5 separate regions of the Mus musculus genome follow, and all the other regions are linked to region 4. A link is a contact called in public Hi-C, HiChIP or PLAC-seq and Micro-C data. All regions are on one chromosome and are shown on one strand. The core of a region is the stretch at or near the end of the contact, and the rest is flanking DNA. Distances in the headings are between cores, read along the strand shown.

Evidence for each region. A called contact is a pair of places that touch in the nucleus more often than the background predicts. HiChIP or PLAC-seq counts read pairs in DNA pulled down with a chosen protein or histone mark.
Region 1: an H3K4me3 HiChIP or PLAC-seq map of pro-B cells shows a contact between it and region 4, with 3 times the contacts expected there. The contact joins the promoter of Tmem108 here to the promoter of Topbp1 in region 4. A contact is called at or near these places in 3 of 39 promoter capture datasets (the C10 cell line, hippocampal neurons and pre-B cells), 3 of 484 Hi-C or Micro-C datasets (cortical neurons, epidermal suprabasal cells and pre-B cells) and 2 of 115 datasets of contacts at active chromatin or transcription factors (large pre-B cells and pro-B cells).
Region 2: a contact with region 4 is called in an H3K4me3 HiChIP or PLAC-seq map of embryonic midbrain, with 4 times the contacts expected there. The contact joins the enhancer-like site here to the promoter of Topbp1 in region 4. A contact is called at or near these places in 2 of 39 promoter capture datasets (both in the 3T3-L1 cell line), 2 of 484 Hi-C or Micro-C datasets (liver and nephron progenitors), 1 of 115 datasets of contacts at active chromatin or transcription factors (embryonic midbrain) and 1 of 9 other capture datasets (embryonic stem cells).
Region 3: a contact with region 4 is called in a Micro-C map of the G1E-ER4 cell line. The contact joins the enhancer-like site here to the promoter of Topbp1 in region 4. A contact is called at or near these places in 2 of 39 promoter capture datasets (the 3T3-L1 cell line and hippocampal neurons), 6 of 484 Hi-C or Micro-C datasets (the G1E-ER4 cell line, the MC3T3-E1 cell line, differentiating embryonic stem cells and 1 more), 8 of 115 datasets of contacts at active chromatin or transcription factors (embryonic stem cells, stem cell-derived neural progenitor cells and trophoblast stem cells) and 1 of 9 other capture datasets (embryonic stem cells).
Region 5: a Hi-C map of the G1E-ER4 cell line shows a contact between it and region 4, with 2.6 times the contacts expected there. The contact joins the enhancer-like site here to the promoter of Topbp1 in region 4. A contact is called at or near these places in 7 of 39 promoter capture datasets (the 3T3-L1 cell line, 3T3-L1-derived adipocytes, hippocampal neurons and 3 more), 13 of 484 Hi-C or Micro-C datasets (the C2C12 cell line, the G1E-ER4 cell line, the Patski cell line and 7 more), 4 of 115 datasets of contacts at active chromatin or transcription factors (T-cell acute lymphoblastic leukemia, embryonic stem cells, extraembryonic endoderm stem cells and 1 more) and 1 of 9 other capture datasets (embryonic stem cells).

Annotation. Positions count from the first base shown.
Region 1 is chr9:103,760,423-103,763,263 of GRCm38.p6, forward strand. It overlaps Tmem108 (transmembrane protein 108), which reads right to left and starts at 1,415. Exons shown (of 6, transcript NM_178638.4): 1 at 1,333-1,415.
Region 2 is chr9:102,978,123-102,980,941 of GRCm38.p6, forward strand. No RefSeq gene overlaps it. Among named protein-coding and RNA genes, the nearest start is that of Gm31434, 23 kb to the right of the region's middle. Within about 2 kb of position 1,394, at least 39 of the 459 cell types and tissues checked have an H3K27ac peak or open chromatin away from gene starts, as enhancers often do. A contact at or near this core is called in liver, where this site is marked.
Region 3 is chr9:102,933,306-102,936,005 of GRCm38.p6, forward strand. No RefSeq gene overlaps it. Among named protein-coding and RNA genes, the nearest start is that of Gm31434, 68 kb to the right of the region's middle. Within about 2 kb of position 1,271, at least 46 of the 459 cell types and tissues checked have an H3K27ac peak or open chromatin away from gene starts, as enhancers often do. A contact at or near this core is called in the G1E-ER4 cell line and trophoblast stem cells, where this site is marked.
Region 4 is chr9:103,303,980-103,306,845 of GRCm38.p6, forward strand. It overlaps Topbp1 (topoisomerase (DNA) II binding protein 1), which reads left to right and starts at 1,348. Exons shown (of 28, transcript NM_176979.5): 1 at 1,348-1,392; 2 at 2,118-2,208. The coding sequence starts at 2,125.
Region 5 is chr9:102,889,095-102,891,794 of GRCm38.p6, forward strand. It overlaps Ryk (receptor-like tyrosine kinase), which reads left to right. Exons shown (of 15, transcript NM_013649.3): 10 at 2,122-2,191. Among named protein-coding and RNA genes, the nearest start is that of Ryk, 56 kb to the left of the region's middle. Within about 2 kb of position 1,252, at least 18 of the 459 cell types and tissues checked have an H3K27ac peak or open chromatin away from gene starts, as enhancers often do. A contact at or near this core is called in the G1E-ER4 cell line, where this site is marked.

The DNA.
Region 1 (2,841 bases), core at 165-2,664, 460 kb after region 4:
GGAAGAAGGGGCCTTACAGTAGGATCAGAATGTCCCCAGAGAGTCGGGCAGAGACTGAGTCACCTTAAGTTCTGAATGGGTGACACGGAAACTCTGGCAATTGGCTGAACCAGTTTTTACAAAGCCAGGTGCATCAGATTAGTTAACCCGCGGAAAACTCATGGGATCTTTCAAGTTTCACGTCTTTTAGACGCCTCGCATGTCATTGCTACTGTGTTTGGGGACACTCCCCAAGAACCTGCCTTTTAAGCACCATTTTAAACTCTTGGACACACCCTCCCTCTTCTAAAGGATTCTAGGGAGATTTCCTCCCCCCACACCCCATCTCTTTGGCAGTCAAATGGTCTTTAAATAAATAATAAAAAAAACCCATACACTTTAGCAAAGATTTACAAAGTGCATCTTAGACCCTACCTCCCCTCTCCCTCTGTTGCTTGCCCTCCTGACAGACTGAAACTAAGTACCCTCTTGAATAGACCTAGAAAGTCACAGAACCCACCCCCACCCCGCGTCTTCTATCTTCTTGAAGAAGCCTCTCAGTGCACTGTCTGGTCTGCAGTTCACTGCAGGCAAATTCCCTCACTATTTCCCAGTCACCAGTTACACTGTCTCTGGAAACCGGTTTTTGTGACCTGCTCTATCTAATTGTTTTAAAGGGAAAAATATTTAAGGTTTGTAACGCATCTCTGGATTCTCTCCGTAGGTTCCGAGCATTGTATTTCGGTGAAGTCTGGGGTGAGGGCAGGCTCGAGGTCCAGCGGACAGACAGGGTAGCCTTCCCCAGGGCACCCTTTTCCAGGCAGCACAGGCTCGGTTCCCCCACGATGCTCGCTCCCGCATCGAGGCAGAAGAATCATCAGCTGCGCTATGAATTCCGCTTCTCTCGCAGTCACCGGATTAGTTCGGGTCTCAAGGGCTCGAACCAAAGTGACACTACCCTCTCCCCGACCCTTTCGTTCTCCTATGCGACAGGTCCCACTGCATGGAAGCCACCTTCTGCCCAGACCCAGTCCAGCGCCCGTGGCGCCCTCGCAGCGCCTCAGGAGCCCTTCCCCTGGGGAGGGGACCGGTGGCAGCATCCCTCCGGGGCGGGAAACAAAGGCCGAGGCGAGGCGACCAGGTGGGCAAGCCTCTTCGGGCACAGCCGCGGTGACCGCGGGGAGGATGGCGAGATGTATCAGAGGGTGGGAAAAGGGAAACCAAGGCTCGGAGACTAGCGAATGCTTGGGCTGCATCCTCCCTAGTGCAGGGCTCCCGGGGCAGGCGAACCCAGAGCCATCCCCCGCCGCTCCCTGGGACCCGGCATCAGAGGGACCGCCCCACTCCGCTCACCTCGGGAGAAGCGCTCCGGCTCCCTCCGACGGCTCCGGAGAAAGCCCCGCCGCTCGCGCTCGCGCACGCGCACTCGCGCCTTCGCCCCTCCGGCCCCCGCGGGCGCCCCTCCGACCGGGCTCTGGCCCGCCCCGGCCCTGTCCGTCAGCGTCCGCGAGAACCAATCGTGTCGCGTGGACAGCCCAGCGCTGGTCACGTGGCCTCACAAGCCAATCACCAAATTGCCCTCGGCAAGCGCCTGGCTCCGATGTCCCCGGGGGTTCGGTTGCTACCTAGTAGAGCGGGTGCGAGGCGGGCACAAAGGGCTGAGTCCCTTATTTCCGCGGATGAGTGGCGTCCAGTTGGCCAATTCCTACATCTAGTTATTTCTTAGATCCTAGCTTAAATAAGAATCACCTGGGAGTCTAGTTAAAGTCTGGGGTGTAAGCTCGAGAATCTGCATTTCTTACAAGTCCCCAAGTAGTGATGAACCTTCTCTTGGTCCAAGGCCATGCTTTAAGGAGCACTGTCAAAAAATGATGTGGCTAGCCCCTGCCCCGTTTATTTGTAAGTTTCACGACCTTTCTTGCCCTTCAGTGTTGAAGAGCATTCAGACGTGTGGTGAAGTGATGAGACCTAGAGTTTGAACAGCAGCTGAGGAAAGGGTATGGAGTATACCTGGGCCAACTTTATGTGTATGTGGAACAGACTGAGTAGAGACAAATGAGAACACTCCGTGCTAAAGTGCTCACACGTGTGGCTCAGTATCACTATGCGAGACTTGACCAGATACGAGAGAAACCATCCAAGTGGTTCCAGCCTTGTAGAATCTCAACAGCCTGTAATAAGACTTTACGTTTGAATTTTAAAACAATGTTTTAAAATAGCAGTCCTTAGCCTATCTGTCGCGACCCCGTTAAGGACCATGGCTACATATATTTTTATGTTATAACTCATATCAGTAGCAAAATTACAGTTATAAAGTAGGAAAACAATTTTATGGTGGGGGGGGGGGTCACCACAATATGAGGAACCATGTTAAAGGGTCGCAGCATGAGGAAGGTTGAGAACCACTGTTCTAAAAGGATGGAGATGTAAGTAACTAACGCTTTGGACAATTTAGGTATAAAATGCAGAGCTTGAAACGTAGTTTCCCTTGAGGGTTTTTAAAGTTATCTAAATAATCCTTTGTTGCTAAGTCAGATAACCAATGCCTCTGCATCCTCAAACTTGAGATGGACATTTTTTAGACTAGACAACTAACAGGTTTGCTGTCCAGTATTGCCAAGTTTATTATTCAACAATGTTTCAGGATAGTTCAAGAGCACATACACACACATACACACACACAGAGACACACACACATACATACACACACTGTCTCCCTATGTAGTTGAGGCTGGCCTGGAATTTATGACCCTCTCTCAGTGTTCCAAGTGCTGGGATGCTGGGCATGCTGTACCATGCCCAACTCTCAAGAGCCTTCAATATTAAGCTTTCTAAATCCTCCTTCTACCAGCATTCCTGGCC
Region 2 (2,819 bases), core at 144-2,643, 330 kb before region 4:
AATCTGTTTGCACCATTGATGTTTCCAGAAATTCTTGGGAGCAAGTCCAAGGTGGAGAACCCCAACCGGAAGTGCTGCTGGTTGGAACTGAGAGGGTAGCGGTGGGACCAAGGGCCAGAAGAGAGCATCTTCCTCTGCTTCCAAGAGCAGGGGCAGGGTGGGAGGGGAGGTGGCAGGCCCAGGGAAGCAGCAGCCAGGGGAGGGGGAAGGGGGTCTGTGAGCTGCAGAAACAACAGCTGGATTTAATGTTCTTGGAAACAGTCCTTTGCTGGAATCAATTTGTTCTTCCTCTTCTGAAATTTCAGGGCTGAATCCTCAGGAAATCTGCCTACAATGAGGTGGGACAGCCGACCACAGGCCACCTACCACCACGTCCAAGGGGATATAAAAGACACTAAAATAAGGCAAAGGTCTGACAGGGCAGCCAACTGTCTGCTTGTATCTCCACAACTTCAAGGGTAGTTCTCAGCAGGAGCCTGGCCTGGGGCTAATGAGGCAGAAAGAGGCCTTGCTTGATCTTAATGGAAGACACCTTTCTCTCCTCCTCACTAGGGCCACTTAGGGGAAATCCCATTCTTGTCCTAGGCTTGATCCATTACCATGTATCAGAACTTTTTTAAAAAATTATTTTTATTCTATATGTGTTGGTGTTTTACCTGCATGTATGTCTGTGTGAAGGTGTCAGAGCTTGGAGTTACAGAGTTGTGAGCTGCCAAGTGGGTGCTGGGTCCTTTGGAAGAGCATTCAGTGCTTTTAGCCACTGAGTCATCTTTCCAGCCCGTGTGTCAGAATTTTGTGCTAAGAAAGACCTTGGAAAGAATATGGTTAGAGGGGTCATTGAGATTTTAGCAAGATGACCTTTCTAGCTACCTGCCCAGGCTTCCTCCTGTCTCCTGGCTCTGTCTTCCTTTAAACCTGCCAAATTCTTCCCAGTAGGAAAGGTTCAGGGCTTCCAAGCTTGACCACCCTGGGTCTCCTTGGAGCCGTGGGTGTGGATCTGTATACATTGGGATTGTGTGGGCTCTAGTGTGTGTGAGTCTCTGCACACTGGAGGACACTCACCTGCTAGTACATATGTAGTGTTAGGCCCTGGAACTAGGGTAAGGCTTAGGGTGGGACTAGACACTGGAGTCTTGGGACTCAGGTTGGTTCCTGGAGGACTTTGGCTGAAGCTGATATTAGATTGAAGGCAGGCCGGTCAGATAAGTCATCCCAGAAAGAATGGCTCAGGGAGGACATTTAGAATGTAACTGGAAGAGGGACTTGGGAGGACACCCAAGGCAAAAGGAGTGAGCCAGGGAGCCAGAAACCAAGAGCACAGTTGGGAAACACCCACTAGTCCTTGCTGTCTGCAGGACTGGGTCTACATGAGGCTCAACAGCCATCTGGCCACCATCTGTTGAGTACCCTCTGTATGTGTAGTGTTGTCCTAGGTTCTAGAGGCCAAGCTGGAGGAGACAGTTGAGAGTTCAGCATGAGTTCCTGCTTTCTGTTTCCCACACACACAGGGACCCTGCTCTGTGGGTTCTAGAAGAAACGAGACATGGTCTATACCCTCTAGGATTCCCTGAGCTCAGGCAAGACTCCATAGGTCCATTACAAAACGGAGTGCAGTGGGATGTGGGAGCTGCCAAGGCAGGTTGTTGGAAATTGTACTTACTTTCTTATCCTAATCTTAATCTGCATACACCAGGGCTGCAGAGCCAGGTCTGTGCATCATTCTACCTGGGAACGAGCATCCAGACTCATGGGATATACACGTATGTTTTCCTTGCCTCCAAGGAAGATTCTCAAAGGATGGCATCCCGAACAGACGCCTGGGCCTCGGTGTGCTCTGGGAGCTCAGTGTTCATATCTCCTTGGGAGAATGTGGGCCTGAGTATCAGAGGGTTTCCATGGAGACCTCTGGCCTGGCCTGGTGTGAGAGTTCCAGCGAAGGGAAGCGAGTGCGGGCAGGGAGGGGACATCGTTTCTGATGCTTCTGTTGCTGCAGTTGGCTCCACCTCCGTCTCTGCCGTGCTTTGCTTTCCAGGTTACTCAGTAACTCTGCACTGAGTCGGGTTGGACTGGGCCAGTGAGAGACCATCCGACTAGTCAGTGAGGAGTGTGGTGGAGCTTCAGGCAGTGTTTCGGGAGAGCAGACCTCTTTTCAAGTGTTACAGCTCTTAGGACAGAAGCTCTTGGATGAACACAGTCGTTCTCACACACCTCTAATCCTTCCAGATAGGATTCTTATATACAGTTTGGGGGTGGGTCAGGGTCTGACAACAGGTTCTTCTCAATGGTTTGGTCTGAGAGCTTTGGGGAAACCTTATTTGCATGTGGGAGGGCTTGGTGCTGCTGACTGATGGCCACACACCTCTCTGCAGGGGGCTATGGGAGGCTGTAGCTGCAACAGGAGCCAGGGGCCCAGGAGTCATGATCGAACACCTTCTATCCAATGCAAGTGGAAATCACCACCCACTGGGTCACCAGGGTTTCAGACCTTTGCTCGACTGGGGACCAGGCTGCCTGTGCACAGTTCACCGCCCCACAGGTGAACAAGACCTAGCACACTAACTTCCCACACTGTGGGTGTTATCAGGTCCCAGGCAAAGAGAAATGCAGCCTACCAGCTCCCTTGCTTCATATCTAATGGCCGGCCGACCCCTTAGGCAGACCTTGGTATCTCCCTAGGATAGCAGGGGAGATGTTTTGAAAACACCTTCCTTTTCCTGCCACCACAAAGTCCTCCACAGGACTTGATAGAGCAGGTTCCACCTTATGGACAAGGCTACAGAGGCTGGGGTGGTAGAGTAGCTATCTCAGGAGCATGCATT
Region 3 (2,700 bases), core at 21-2,520, 370 kb before region 4:
TTTTTTTTTTGCCAGTATCCGTTATACAGTATAGTGACTACTTCTAGCATTTGTATTAGGCATAATAAGTAATTTAGAGATGGCTTCAATAACATGAGAGGACTTGTAAGAATTATATGCAAACACTCATGCATTCTGTAGAAAGGACTTTGAACTTCCAAGGCGTAGGAGAGAATTCTGGAGCCAAGCCTAAGCAACATTGCAAGGACATTTTAGAGGGTTAGCATGGTGACATATATCCATGCTATTCAATGCCACGGTGACTGTCTATTATAACAAATTACCTTTTATATACAAGTTATTGTTATCATTATATTTATTATTGTGTGTCTCGCACACATGTAATGTTATCTCATGTGCACAGTCAAAGGACAGCTTGCAGGGGTAGCCTACCTCTTCCCACCGTGGGTTCTGGAGATCAGACTCAGAGCCCCAGGCTTATACAGCAAGGGCCTTAACCCACCAAGCCATCTTGCCAGCCCATGTCCTTCAAAAAGGCACTCTACTTTACATAACAAGGAACGCCAACAATTCTAAGTAGTATTTTATAATAATACTTTTAAAGGCCCAGAATTAGAAGTCTTACAGATTTTTGGAAAATGGAATAGTAATTTTTCCGTTTTATTTCCAAAATCATATCTGTGTCAGGCTGCCCTACCTCTTGTTCTGAGTGCGCGATTTATTTTTACGGGGCTTTCCAATGTATGTGATTTTATTGCCAACAATAACAGATAACTTTGTTTGTATAGTCTGGACAGACACGCCGCTTCTTCATTCCTGTTTGAAGACTGTCTAGGACAGTCCTCAAACATTGGCGGGGACAACTTCCATCCGCCCTCTTCCCATCAGAGGGCTTCATTGGACCTTGTCTCTCTGTTTCTCTGTATTCTTTGTGCTCTATATATTTATTTATATTTGTGTGTGTGTGTGTGTGTGTGTGTGTTTAAGCTAGTTCCATTCTTGAGTCGATTGGCCCAATTTAGGGGTTTTAGGGCCTCACAGAGCTTTCTTATCTCTTGTTCTTAGTGTTATCTGTCTGAAGAACTGCAGTGGTCACGTGACACTCTGTTCAGCGGTACTCAGACTGGCTTTTTTGCTCAGCAGTCCTTTTAAGCAGACCTTTAGAGGCAACCTCAGATAATCCATGACGTTGGGTGTAAGGTCCGTCTTTTTGTTTTCCTTCTCAGGGAGGAGCTACACCTTGGTGGGGCGTCTGCCTGGATAACCTGTGCTGTGCGGTGTAGAGGGAGGGGCGTGATCGAATCCACCCATCTCCGAAAGTGGCCCTCCCTCTTTCACTGGAATGCGGTTTTGGTTTTCTGACAGCCAGTGTGCCCATAGCTTCTCCTTGTTCACTGGCGCTCTCCCAAAGGCATTCGGGCCCATGGCTTGTTACTAACTGTGGCTGTGGCTGAGGCCTCCTAGTGCGACATCTTGTTCGTATCGTTTCCCTCAGAGTGTTCAAATAGTTTCAAAATAATTTTAAACACGATTGTGGTGGAGTTTTGTCTTTTTTTTTTTTTGTAACCTAAAAATAACAAGAAACAGAAGATTATTTTTTCCATATGCTTGTGCCTTGCTATAATTTTATTACTAATTTGTAATTATGCTTAACTACCATTCATGAATATGGGTGGGGCTTAGGAGATTTGTTTTGTAGTCTATTATAGGATTTTCTTATTAGTTTACTATAGGATTTGCTATTCACGCCTCTCTTCATCATTTCCTTCTAGATCACCCAGGGTGTACGGGTACAAGTGTACAAATCGACATTTATCAATAATAGATCATAAGGAAGATCATTTTAAAACAATTCCTTGACACTTATTAAAGACAAAATTATACTAATGGGATGTGTGTATAGAGATCTAATAAACCGGTTAGATACACACTAAGAACTGTCCGTGGAAAAAAATTAGTCTTTTTTTTTTTTAATTACATAATTAAACCGATGTGTTTCTAAAAGAGCAGAAAAGCACAGTAGCGTCAAACTTGAGCCAAGGCATCTCAGTGAGACCTTGTCGTCGTGTGTCGAGTGTACAGTGCAAGGCGCAAAGCTTCCGGGAGGTTGGAGGTTGCCCTGTGCAGCATGGGTGAGCATGATCGGAAGGGGTGAGCGCGATCAGAAGGGGTGCGCATGATCAGAAGCAGCTTGGGTTTCATGTCATGTTTGTCTTGGGGTTCACGTTTAGTCCGTGCGCATTCAGAAACCTTTAACCTCAGCCACATTTTCACAACCCCCACAGTGAGTTGTGTGACCTCAGGTGGGGTCATGACTTATTTTAAGAAGCTTTGCTATAATGCTAAGTCTTGTGATGACGCCAGCTGGTTGTCGTTGTTGTTTGTTTATTAGCGTGTTCATTTTCTTTTGAGTAAAATGTCCCAACTTTATCTTGGTTTCCCTCAACTTTGCCTTTTAATATTCTGAACCGTGACCTCTTATGGTAAAACTGCCTGAGCCCTAGTTCCTTAGAGACATTTGGGGGAAGCTGAGGAGCGCCCTTGAAGTCCTGTTTCTGTACTAACAGTAACTTTCTGTATTAACAGTTACACAGTTGTGATGCACACCTGCGATCTTCATTTGAGTAGGAAACATGTTCAGGTGTAAAGGCTTATAATCGCCATGTGCTTTTGTTACTGAGTGTAATCTTTATTACACACCTTATTTAACATCTTATTAGGCTTGTTATTAGACCCCAT
Region 4 (2,866 bases), core at 98-2,597:
ACCCTTAGCAACTTTTAAGAGGTAACATAAGAATGGGGTTTTGGTTAGAACCTAAGAGTTTTCTTACTGTAGATAGGCCAGAATAGTCAGATATTACCTGGGGACAGTGAAAAATGAGAAAGGGCATGAGCTATCAAAGGTGGCAGGATCTAACTGGATTTTTACAAGGAGAACGACCAGTAGTCAGACTACAGGTTTGGCTAAGTAAAGATTCTTTGTCACAAAATGCCGGAAGTACACATCAGAAAAGAAAAAAACCAACTTCTGTAATAAACTGTGCCGGGAAAATTGGATAGCCATACATAAAAGAAGGAAACTAGATCTTAATCTCTCTTGCGTTACACAAATATCAACTCCAAATGGATTAAAGACCTTAATGTCAGAACTGAAATCCTGAAACCAAAATAGTCAAGGGCTTTCTGAATAGGGCCCTAGTTGCTCAGGATATAATACGAACAACGGACAAATGAAATGGGATTGCGTGAAGTTAAAAGGTTGTGCACAGCAAAGAAAAATTAATCAAATGAATAAGCATACAGATGGGAGAAAATCTTTGCCAATTATACACCTGATAGAGGATATCTAGAAATACTTTTTTTTGGGGGGGGGGGGGTGGAGTTTCAAGACAGGTTTCTCTATATAGTCCTGGCTGTCCTGGAACTCACTTTGTAGACCAGGCTGGCAACTCAGAAATCCGCCTGCCTCTGCCTCCCAAGTGCTGGGATTAAAGGTGTGCTCTACCACTGCTCGGCTTAGAAATACATATTTTAAAAGTCTTGAATGTGAATATAACCTAATCAATAATCTAGCGTGCCTTTCATCACCCAGTCTTCTTTCCGTTACTGTTTTTGGCTTTGGTAAGGATTGATTGTTCATCCACTTTGGGGAGTCAGACCTTGACTTTCTTAACATCCTCCCACCCACAAGCCGCTATTAGCTTCATGCGCTGCCCCGGCACCGTCAGGAGAACTCGCCACTGGACCCCCTCGCCCCACTTCTGCACGTTCTGGACTTAAGGCTGATCGGTCCGGCCGCCCGCAGGCCCTCGCCACGAACGATGAGCTGCGCCGCAGCCGAAACTGTTGCCGCAAACCCAGACCCCAGAGCATCTCGGGAAAGCGTGCCCAAGGACCGCCCTCTTCCGACCGCTCCGCTTCCCAGAGCGGGGGCCCCGATGACGCCACTTCCTCCGGAAGAGGTGTGGCGTCCGCTCGGTTGGCGCGAAAGTCGGTTCCCGGTCTTGGCCCTTCCGGGTTCTGCAGCGTTAGCTTCGGGTTGGGGGCGCCGCCGAGGGCGGGGGCTGCGCGCCGGGCTGGCGCCCGACCCCAGCCGCCGTCCTGCCGGCCGCGCGCCCCCCGACTTGGTGCCCGTGGGCCCTCGGGCTCCACCTAGGTGAGCGAGCTTCGGCTCCTCCCGGCCGGCGTGGCCGCCCGGCGCCTCTTGCGGCCTTCGCGCCTCTCCTAACCGGCGGGTGGGCCTCAGGTCCCTGGGGAGCCGCGGCCTGGACGCTCCTTTCCCTGGGAGCTGGGCCGAGCGTGCACGACCTTGCACGGTGGCTGCTTGCGTTCAGAGTTCGTTAACTTAGGAGCAAATCTTGCGGGCTGTGGGTACCCGTAGCCGCAGCGGCGCCCTGCGTCGTCTTAAGCCCCATGCAAGTGAACAGTGAGTGACTGAGGACCAAACCAAGGGTCTCAGGGGATTCAATCAGGAACGTTCATTTTGTTCTCACGTTTGCAAGGATCCGTGTCCTTTTTTTTCTTCTTCGACTTTGCCCACCTTCTGGGGCCCTTTGTAAACATCTTGAATGAATTGATGAACCAAGCCAGATAGCTATGTCTTAGGCACTCTTGTCTGCATAAGAAAATAGTTGATTTGCAGGCCGGGCGGTAGTGGCACACTCCCTTTTTTGCCAGCTTGAGTGAGGCAGAGGCCGAGCATCTCTTGAGTGCCAGGCAGACCTAGTCTACAGAGCGAATTCCAGGACTGCCAGGGCTTGTCTCAAAACTAAAAAAAAAAAAAAAAAAAACCAAAAACCCTACAAAAATAGTTGACTTGTACATTTAATTCCCTGATTGACTGACTGACTTTTGTTCTTCTTGACTGCCTTATTCTCACAGTTCAGCTATGTCCAGAAATGACCAAGAGCCGTTTCTTGTGAAGTTTTTAAAGTCTTCGGACAATTCAGAATGCTTTTTTAAAGCTCTTGAGGTAAGAATTAATGGATATGTCTTATTTGATACTTGAGCTCATTTTCATGTTTTAAATGTTTTTGCTTTGTTGGATTTTATGTCTTAGAAGTAGATAATTTTAATGAAATTTTGCTATAGCATATGCTTAATACAGATAAATCACTGCTATATAATTTTTAGTTGATGCAAGTTTACCATTATATTTTTTGGGAGGATTGAAATCTATTGTGACAATTGGATGTTAACCTACAGTTTGATCCCCTACCCCCGCCCGGTCTGTGTCTGTTTGTGTGTGTGTCTGAGCCATCTTCCCAGTCCTCTGACTTAGAGTTCCTGACTTGTTTTGTTTACTAACCCCATTGATCCTTTAAGCACTGAAAAACGGAGTCACAATGCAATAGTTTTGGTTCATTGCTTGCTCTCTCTCTTTCTCTCTGTCTCTCTCTCTCTGTCTCTCATACACACACACACACACACACACACACACACACACACACACACACATATTCATGAATGAATGAATGATGGGAGTAGTTTTGAGCTTTGCCATTCACAAACCCTAGTAATGTCCTTGTAGCTTGGGAATCTATTAGAAATGCAGAGCCTTGGGATCCCAACCCACATTTGACAATTAGAATATGCATTTTAAACAAAAGTCCCAGTGCATATTCAGGTTT
Region 5 (2,700 bases), core at 2-2,501, 410 kb before region 4:
GGTAAGCAGGTGTTCATGTACATGTGTGCATACATGCAGAGATCCCAGGAGTCAGCCTTAGGATTCTCTAATCAAGTGTTATCCGCCTTTTTGCTTTCTTTTTAAATTATCTTTATTTTATTTTAGTTTAGTTTATGTATATGAATGTTTTGCCTGCATGTGTGTATTTGTACCACCTGGGTGCTCTGGGCCCCTGGGAGGGTGTTAGATCCCCTGGAACAGACAGTTGTCAGACACCAATGGGTAGGTGCTGGGATTTGAACCCAAGTTCTCTGGAAAAGCAGCCAGTACTTCTAACCACTGAGCCATCTCTCCCCAAATCCTCCTTGATCTTTGAGACATCTCTCTCTCTTTCTCTCTGGGACCTAGGGCTTTCCAGTTAGGCTAGGCAGACTGGTCAGCGAGCTCCAGAGATCCACCTGGATCTGCCTCCACAGCTCGGGCTGTAAGCACGTGCCAGCGTGCCCCGCTCTTTTTCATGACCATCAGATTTGCTAGGAAGGCAAGCGCCTTACAGACTAGTCCTTCTTTCCGATCTAAGGAGTGCTCCTTTCTGAGAAAGAAACTAAGCACTTGGCAGAGATTGAGAGGAAATTATTTTTGAGTAGAAGATGTAAAGTTTTTTTGAGATTTACAGTAACTGTTTCTAAATGTACGTAAGGGAGTAGGTGGGAAGGACGGAGGGCTTATGTATATTATTTCTAAAACTTCAGGTTTTACTAGTCATAACTAAAACATCTAGAATTTACTGCCTGTAGTTTAACAAAGTTGCCCGTTTAGAACTTCTACAAATCCTTAAACCCCTCCGCATTCAAACGGTTCAACTCGCTGCTTTGTTTTGTGTTTGTTTCCTCCCCTTAGCTCCCAAAACATTTAATATTTTGTTAGACGATAGTGGGCTTTCTGACTAATTTTGAAGGATAATTTACATGACTCTTTTTACATTTTACTCTTTATAATTATAAGGTTTGAGCCACAAGTATTGTAAAGGAACTGCTTTTTGTTTTCTTATTTTTCTTAAGGAAATACTTTATTTTAATGGCAGTACTTTTGGATTTATAAATACTCCATGCATCATAGTGAGTCCTGAATTCAATCCTGAGTTAGTGTGGAAAGGAAATAAGAGTGATAAGAAAGCGCAGCACAGATCCTGCAGCTCTGTGATAAGCCTTCGCTCTGTGCTGGAGCTGTGGCCACCGCGCCCCCCCCCTCCGCTCCCCAACCCCAGTAACTACTGTGTTCTCCCTGACGGGAGGGAAACAGGAACAAACACAGTGAGTCCTTAGCACTCAGCCATGGCTTATGTGGGCTGGGGACATGCAGTGGTGCTCGTTTGCATAGGCCACATGGCTGAGGTGCTCCACGTTTATCTTTTAGAGTATTGATTCTCTGTTGATGCTGTGTCCTGCTGACAAACATCCCTCACAGGCTGGTGAGCTCTATTTCATCTTAATGCGTGCTGCACAGATAGTAGCTCAACAAAGAATAGGGTTTGGGGGTTTGGGGTTTTGTTTTAGAGAATGCAAATTTTTATGGGGAAAATTGAAGCCTTTTTTTTTTTAAGTTTAATAATTTTGTTCAGAGATCTAATAGATATCCAGTGTCAGTTTCCAAAGACTGAAGTCAGAAATGTCACCTGGATCAAAACCCATGAATTTAGATACTAGAAATAAAATGGAGCCAGGCACAATACACCGTGCTTAGGAGGCGGAGGCAGGAGGATCGGAAGTTGGAGGCCACCTTAGGCTACATACTAAGACTTTGTAACAGTGCAGCAAAGTGTGAAATCTAAGTTCTCTCATCCCCGGAGCCCACAGAAAGGGTGTGACATGGTTCTTCTCACCGTCAGGGGACAACATGGTCCCCAGGTAGTTTTGATTTTTCAAGTAACTTTGTTTTTAAACCGTAATGTGCCTTATGGAACCTTACCAGATTCTGTCATCTGCTCCGGAGTTTCTGTGAAAGCTGCCGTCTCCAGCCAGGGTCTGTCGGCTGCCCTGGGCTGGAGGCTGCTTGTAAGTTACAATGAAAATTGACCCTAGGTAACGAAATGTTAGTGTAACACGTACAGTATTAATCACGGCAGTGGTTTTTGTTTTTGTCTTTGTTTTTAATACATAGACCAAGCATCTGAAGTTCAGGTGACGATGATGCTCACCGAGAGCTGCAAGCTTCGAGGTCTGCACCACAGGTGAGAGCGAGGCTGCGCTTCAGCACCGAGCACAGTGCGACTCCGCACACTTACTCACTTTTTAAGAATGTTATGTCTTGTTCAGAACTGAATTCTTTTGGAAATTCTTTATTTGTTTTCCTTCTGAGTATAAAGGTAAATGCGTGCTCATTGAAAGCAATTTGTAAACAGCAAAGGACGAAGATGGTAGAGAACAGGATGTAAGCTATGTAAATAATAAATGTGCACAACTAAGCTTTCTAAAAGAGTCTACGTATCATGTACCTGTCTCCCTTTAACAAATATGACAGGGTGATGCATACATTAAAGAAAATTGCTACAAAAATTTATATCTATGGAACACCAAGGCCAAAAATAATTAACCATCCATCCTTAGATACAATGAGGTTAATGGTCTGCCATGTACTGTTGAGTGTGTATGCATGCCAGTGTGTGTGTGTGTGTATGTGTGTATGTGTATGCATGCCCGTGTGTGTGTGTGTGTGTGTGTGTGTGTGTGTGTGTAACTA